Regions from separate parts of the Mus musculus genome. Here region 2 is linked to region 1. The links are chromatin contacts, called in public targeted proximity ligation maps. All regions are on one chromosome and are shown on one strand. The core of a region is the stretch at or near the end of the contact, and the rest is flanking DNA. Distances in the headings are between cores, read along the strand shown. Region 1 overlaps Ppp6r3 (protein phosphatase 6, regulatory subunit 3). Region 2 holds the start of 1810055G02Rik (RIKEN cDNA 1810055G02 gene).

Evidence for each region.
Region 2: a targeted proximity ligation map of embryonic stem cells shows a contact between it and region 1, with 8 read pairs. A contact is called at or near these places in 5 of 39 promoter capture datasets (the 3T3-L1 cell line, embryonic stem cells, liver and 1 more), 1 of 484 Hi-C or Micro-C datasets (muscle stem cells), 2 of 130 datasets of targeted methods (both in embryonic stem cells) and 2 of 9 other capture datasets (adipose tissue and pancreatic islet).

What each region holds. Positions count from the first base shown.
Region 1 is chr19:3,531,463-3,535,182 of GRCm38.p6, forward strand. The region is part of intron 2 of Ppp6r3 (protein phosphatase 6, regulatory subunit 3); the gene reads right to left. Among named protein-coding and RNA genes, the nearest start is that of Ppp6r3, 42 kb to the right of the region's middle.
Region 2 is chr19:3,706,961-3,710,947 of GRCm38.p6, forward strand. It overlaps 1810055G02Rik (RIKEN cDNA 1810055G02 gene), which reads left to right and starts at 1,333. Exons shown (of 4, transcript NM_028077.3): 1 at 1,333-1,476. Gm36608 (predicted gene, 36608) reads right to left here and starts at 1,208. Exons shown (of 3, transcript NR_167751.1): 1 at 1,101-1,208.

The DNA of each region.
Region 1 (3,720 bases), core at 1,094-3,593:
CACAGGTAGGTACTGGGTAGATGAGAATTCTACTATGCTATGACATTAATCAGAAAACCTACATGTACATTCCCCCAAACCTCACTTACATTTAGCTTTGCTAGTGATCAAAATGGCCCTAAAGCTTATATAAGTAAAAACAAAAGAGGTCTTGACTCTCGAATTTACACATGGTAGGAAGCTACCTGGAGACCCAATCCTTGCCCAGGCTGTTATAATCCACTCGAAATAATATGCCCAGTGTCCAGCAGGGCTATAATGGCCTTCCTACTGGCCTGGCCTTTTTCTAATCTCATAACTGTTTTGAAGTACTTATCTAAAATATAAATTATTTTAAACATAAAATTTAACACAGAGAAAAGGAAATTTTTTAGCATTTATTGTAAAACAATTGATTCTTTCATCACCACACCAGACAGTTCAGAACATGGAAATATGTACTTCCACAGTGAATGGTCTCCAAACTGTGCATGTCACTATCTCAACTCCAAAATGCAGGCACAGTAAACTCTCCTAGCAAGCATCACCTATTTTGCAGCAAGCTGAGTGGACACTGGTAAACTAGTTGGCCTTGGGCTGGTACCCTTTGAAGAAAAGTGAAGCTAGATACAAAATAACAGTTACAAAGTTCAATTACCCTCCCTCAGGTAAAATGCAGTTTTTTGAAAACTGTAACTATTCAGATGGGCAGAGCTCTGTGAATTTGAGGCCAGGTTGATCTACAGATCAAATTTCCAAATACAGGGGACCCTGCCTCAAAAAACAAAAACAAAAACAGGGATGGTAGCCTGAGACTATAATCAGCACTTAGAAAGCCAAGGCCAAAAGACTCTAAGCTTTAGGCTAGCCTGGGCTACACAGCAGGGGATCTTGTCTGAAAGACCAACACAAGCTAAGATTTGTAATAAAACTAGTCAGAATTAACAATAAAAATAAACCAAAAAATATTACAGGTGAGGAAGAAAATAGTTGAGACAGGATCTCATACAGCCCAGAGTAGCCTCCAAACTTACTATGTAGCCGAAGCTGACCTTTAACTGATCCTCAAGCCTCCGCCTGATAGTGTTAGGGTTACATAGGCATACACCATCACGGACCTAACAAAGTGTCTGCAGGACACATGAACATACTTAAAATCCACACTTTAGCTGAGTGACGCTTACTTATGGAACTCTAGGAAAGCTGGCCAGCAAGGGAAGGTATTTGGTGAGAGACCAAGGTACCCTTTTTTACCGACCCTAGGCTTCTTTTACAAATTAAACCAAGAAGTTTGAAAATGTTTTTTTCCCACAAAAGGACTAGATATTTAGAGCAAGCAAGCAAGTCATCAGGGAGTCACCTGACCCCGCAGATGATCTCTGCTGATCTTCTAGTGAAAACTGCCATCTACACAAGAGAGCCAACGGACCCATTTCCATCTCTTGAATAAACCTATTCACCTCAGATCCAGGCTTTAACTACAGATCCATTAAGACTGTTACACCAAGCCAGGCGTGGTAGCGCAAGCCTTTAATCCCAGCACTCGGGAGGAAGAGGCAGGTGGATTTCTGAGTTCAGTGAGAGGCCAGCCTGGTCTACAAAGTAAGTTCCAGGACAGCCAAAGCTATAGAGAAACCCTGTGTGTGGGTGGGGGGGCACACGGGACGGACGGACGGACGACTGTTAGACTAGTTTCATACACTACCAAGGTTGGCTGTGGACGGTAACCTAGGACAGAGCCCTTCATTTCACAGTGTGTCAGTGAAAGAACCTAGTGGGGAAACCCCCACTCAATTCCCGATTCGACGTGCACCCAAGAATCACGAACAGACGACCATCTTGATGTAAAAGCATGAGGTGGCTTAATGACGGAGCTCCGGGCCGACACGTATCTCCCGCAGGAGACAGGTGTTGACCACATGGTGGAGCCATAATGGCAGAGCTCCGGTTCAAATCGTATCTCACACAGGAGACAGTGGTTTCGACCCGTGGCTTGGAAGCTAGGGGTTTTTATAGAAAGGGGTGGGGCTGGGGGAGGAATTGGCACGGTTTTACATGATTGGTCCACTTAAACATCAACAGATTGTCAGAAGGGCAGGAGATAGGGAGGCACTAGGCCAGTCAGGACATGTAACAAGGGGCCTGCCCGGGCATGTCCTGGCCTGTTCTGCTATGTTCTCAGCCCCAGGTTTCAAAGCTCACAAACAACTCTTTGGGCTATTTGACATAAATTACATGAATCACATGTCTCAAGTTTTATTTCCTTTCATCAGCACTGACTGTCTGGGAGACATGGGACATCATCTACAGGAGATGTGAGAACCAAGGTCCTGCTCACACAACATCAGCCCATCCAAGGAACTTAAGCATGATTGACTGACAATCAGGTGCTTCCACCAAGTATCAAGAGTATCCTATCCTCTGTGTGGGCTAGTTTTATGTCAACTTGATACATAAAGTAGAGTTATCTGAAAGGAAGGAAACCTCCATAAGATCTGGCTGTAAGGCATTATCTGAATTAGTGGCTGATGGTTGGTTCCATCCCTGGGCTGGCAGTCTCGGGTTCTAAAAGAAAGCAGGCCAGTAAGCAGAACACTCCATGGCCATCAGATCCTACCTTCAGATTCCTGTCCTATTTGAGTTCTTGTCCTGACTTCCTTCCTTTGATTATCAACAGCAATACAAAGTTAAACAAACCCTTTTCTCCCAAAATTGCTTTTTGGTCATTGTGTTTCATCGCAGCAATAGGAATCTCTTCAGTGCCATTAAGTATTCACAGAGACCTGGATTCTATTGCCAGCTGTGGGGCTGCTGGAGCTTGCAGTCCTGAAACCTCATCTCAACACTTTTAAGCCTTAGCAGCTTATCACATTAACTGATTGTGGAAAGTGAGCAGCTGGAATGTACTTCAAAAGAAGCCACCATTTTATCAATACCCCAACAATGCTCCACTTGGAAGCTTAGAGCACTTGCTCTCAAACCTTTATGGGCAAGGAGTCACCTAGAGGTTTTGTAAAATGCAGTCTGATTTCTGACTCAGGAAAGAACAGCTCCGGCATGAGACTCTGTATTATCTACCTGATGCCATAAGTCTGGGATAGTGCCCATCAACTGTTATTCAAAGGGACAACTAAGAATCAATTTAGCCTTTATTTTTATTATCATATTTGAATACAGTAACATAAAAAGCATACTAACGCAAGGGACTGTGTTTACATGGGAGCTACACACCATATGATTGTCCAAAGAGAAGAACAATTACACCAAATGCTAAATTTAAAACACATACTACCAGAAGCTCCAAGTTTCTCTGAAAAGAAAACTGCTGCTGATTGCCCTGTGAATGAACTGTGAACTGCAGGAATAACAAGAACCACATCATCTCTCTGAAGAGCTCTGCTTCGGCTGAGCACTTCTTTCTTTCTGCAGGAAGAAGTGGGGTTCGGCCAAACTCTCAGTCCATACCCTGCCCTGTGTGACAGTTATACCCAAGACTGTCTGGACACAAAACAAAAACGTTGTCTCCAAAAACAACTCAAGATGGTGACGAGTTCAAGAAGTTAAGGCAAGCATTAAAGGAAGCCCTGAGCACAGGGTTCTATGAGACTGCACAGCAACATGCCAGCCCAGTCAAATCTGTCTACATCATTTCAGAATGAGCCCCACTGCAGTCCAAGGGGACCACCAGAGCATATCCACCAGGCTTGCAGTAACACTGCTAGAACAACTCCCACTGCAGCG
Region 2 (3,987 bases), core at 83-2,582, 170 kb after region 1:
GGTTTCTGATCCCAGGACTCAAGACAGGTTATAAAACTAGAAATAGGCCAGCCATGGTGGCACATACTTTTAATCCCAGCAGGCAAACAGATTTCTGTGAGTTCAAGGCTAGGATGATCTACATAGCAAGCCCCAAACCAGCCAGGGCTGGACTGTGAAACCCCAAACCAGCCAGGGCTGGACTGTGAAACCCCAAACCAGCCAGGGCTGGACTGTGAAACCTTGTCTCAAAACAAAACTGGCAACGATGATCGCTTTGGATGGGCATGGTAGGAGACCTAAAAAGGGTTTTACACAAATTGGCATTCAGTAGCAGAATTCACCTACTGACTTGCAAAACCTACTTTACGTTAAATTCTTTCTTTAAAAATTATGTATGCTGGATGCAGTGGCCCATGACTTTAATCCTAGCACAGGAAGTCATGAGGCAAGTGATCTCTGTGAGTTCAAGGACAATTGGATCTATGCAGAGTTCCAGTACAGAAGGGATACAAAGAGAGACCCTGACTCAAAAATAAAATACAAACATTATGTATGGGAATTTTGCCTACTCCAATACATATTATGTATGTACGTGCACTGGAGGCCTTAAGGCATGGAATCTCCTGGAACTGCTCTTTCAGATGGTCGTGAGCCACCGTGTGGATGCTGGGAATCAAGCGGGGTCATCTGCAAGAGCATCAGTGCTCTTAACTGCTGAGCCATCTCTCCAACCCTAATCTTTTAAAATTAAAAGCAAGTCTCACAGGCTTTCCATTTCGTCCCACGTGTCATGCCACGTGTAAAATTCCAAAGCCCTTTGTGAGACTGTTTCTGGACTTGAAAACAAAAGCGAGATCTTCTTGCAGGATTAAATCAGTGTATTGCCTTTCAGGTGAAATGCTTAGCCAGAAGCTGGCAGGTGCAGTGTGTGCAAAGCAAACCTCAGTAGCCAAGCCATGCCTGCGAGCAAGGACAAGGCTGGACCGCCTTAAGGAGTTGAATAGCCGATGGGAAGAAAGATCAGGAACCGGGTCAGAAGAGCCTCATAAAGTACCTCATGAGGCCTTCTAGAGCTGCCCTGTCCAGACCAGCCATCGTCCGAGTACATCTGCGCTCACCTGATCTGACCCCTCTTCTCCCCGGCTTCTGGGAAAAGCCCTAGACACAGACATAGCCTACAAGTCCCTGGATCGCTCACTTCCGTTAGATCGGCTCCAAATAGCTCTGCGTGGCCAAGGCGGGACCAAGTTGGAAGGCAGCTCCTGAAGCAGGCGTGGCCTAAACAAACCACGCCCACCGCACGCGGCCGCGCGTGCCAGCGACAGCCTATTGGTCCCGCTTTCGTGACGTCTTTCCGGGGCAGTCCGGGTGGGGTCCAGCGCGCACCAGTGAGCTGAGCTAACTGGGTTTCGCTGCGGTCCACGTCCCCGCGCGGGGCTGAATCGCTGAAGTGGCTGCGCTGCGGTGTGAGGGCCACGGGCCTGCCGCGTCCGGGTAAGTGACCCGCACTGCTGTCCAGGGAGCTGTCGTGAAGGCCCCATGAGCCGCTTGGGGATGGACAGCGAGGTGCGGGGCGGAGGAGGGATGAATGGGGACCCGGTGCGCTAGGCGGTGAGGAATGGAGATTCAAGGCGGAGGAGGGAGGAATGGGCCGAGCCCTTAGAGAAGCATGGATGCGCAGGAGGAGGAGGAGGAGGTGGGCTGACGGCGATCGCCAGTCGATGCTGGGCAGTTTGCGAGCACTCTACGGACATTCGAGAGTAGGCGAGTCTTGGATCAGGCTGTACCCTAGAAGGTGTTGGTCTCGGAAATAGTTGAGGCCTGCACCCCAAACTCTTCTACCTACCAATGAGGAAAATCCATCACATTTTTCCTTCCTCCTCATTTGTCTACTTGCCTGCCTCCCCTTGTGGCCGCTAGCTTGTGCGCTTAACGGTCTGGCTGGAGCTTAGAAGTCCAACTCTTAAAAACTTGTATTACTTACACCCCGACCCCTAGGAACCAGCTCTAAAATTTCAATAAGTCAACCAGCAAACTGTTTAAAATACAGGTTTTCCGTTTATAAATTAGACTCGCCTGTTGGACAGCAGAATATCAGAAATACTGGCTTAGCAAGCGTTTAGAACACAGACCTTTGGCATTTTGGTAGTGAGACCTGAACTTTCAGATACCTGGAGATAAGCGGTGCAGTTAAGATAATATTTAATGTTCTGGGATCGTGGGCTAATGTCTGCCACGTGGATACATCCTTTAGATCACAGGGCAATGTCTGTGTACATAATACGTCCAAGCAGGTGATGTGTCAGGATTAGGTAGGTGACTGTGGTTTGTCCTGTACTAGCTTTCCCAATTTCTGTTCTGTAATTGTGTAACTTCCCTAGCGTGGAGTAGAGACGGGGGCCCTGCTGATAGGGATTATTAATGGTCTTTGCTGAGTCTGGACTTCTTGAATTGAAATCTGTGTATGTCAGAGAAAAAGCTCACCAATTTGAGGTCTAGTGATGTGTATATAGCAATCCACACATCATAAAGGCATTAAAGGCAAGGCAAGATTGGGAGTGCAATCTGTCAAACAAACATTAGAGGAATTGGGCAGCATCTCAAGGGTTAGTTGTCACTTGGGGACTCACACAAGTCACCTGGCTGAACTTTAGTAGGAACAGCTCAGGAAATGCAGACTTAAAGTCTTATGTGTATAGACATTGCCCTGTGGTGGAAAGGGTGTGCCCGTGTGACACGATGGAATTGAGAACATGATACTGGCCTTCTTGTATGAGCTGGCAGAAGGTGTCCTGATGCTGATTCCCTGCAGATCCTGTGGGGACCAATTCCCAAAAAGAGACTCAACCCCAGTCTGTTTGTTCTAGTTTCTGAGTTAATACTTGGTTTTTTTGTTAGTGTTTTCTTTCCTCTATTTAATGTGTATGGGTGTTTTGTTTTGTTCTAAAGATTTATTTATTTATTATATGTAAGTTCACCGTAGCTGCCTTCAGACACTCCAGAAGAGGGTGTCAGATCTCATTACAGATGGTTGTGAGCCACCATGTGGTTGCTGGGATTTGAACTCAGGACCTTTGGAAGAGCAGTCAGTGCTCTTAACCACTGAGCCATCTCTCCAGCCCCTGGGTGTTTTTATGTACATATATGTCTGTGCACCACATGTGTGCAGTGCCCTTCCCATTCAGAAGAGGTTGTCGGGTCCTCGGGGAGTGGAGTTAACAGACTGTTATTAGACAGTGCAAGCCTGTAACCTCAGCATTGGGAACTCTGAACAGTCAGTCTAGTCAACGTGGCAAGCTCCAGTGGGTTCGTCAAGAGATCCTATCTCAAAATATGTAATATATAATATAAATATAATGTATGATAGGTGGCTCGAGAGATGGCTCAGGAGTTAAAGGCACTTTTACAAGATATTTTTATATGTATGGGTATTTTGTGGCCATGTATTGTACAACATGAGCATGAAATGCCTACAGAGGCCAGAAGGCGGTGCTGGATCCCCTGGAGTTGTAGGTAGTCCTGTGGTGTAGGTGCTGGGGATCTAAGCCTGGCCTGTGGAAGAGCATCCACTTAACTGCAGAGCCTTCTTTCTGGCAAGGTCTCAGAGTGACACATTCCTTTAATCTCAGCACTTGGGAGGCAAAGGCAAGCAGATCTTTGTGAGTTCAAGGCCAACCTGGTTCACATAGCTTGTAATAAGCCAACCAGGGTTACACAGTAAGACCCAGTCACAAAAAGGCAGACAGAAATAGATGACTCTCACTGTGACTCCCGACTTGGAACTCATTGTGCAGATGAGGACTTAGACCTTTGGGCATCCTCATTCCTCTGCTTCGGAAGGACTGGGATGCAGTGCACACTGTCATGTCTGGTCCTTCTGTAGATGCTGAGAACATTGAGGTCCAAGCACTCTAAAACCCTCGAATGGAAGCTTTAGGTCACATGTATGTTCTTTCTGAGTCAATTCGTAAAGGTTTGTATAGCTTCTGCTATGTTGTTCTGTGG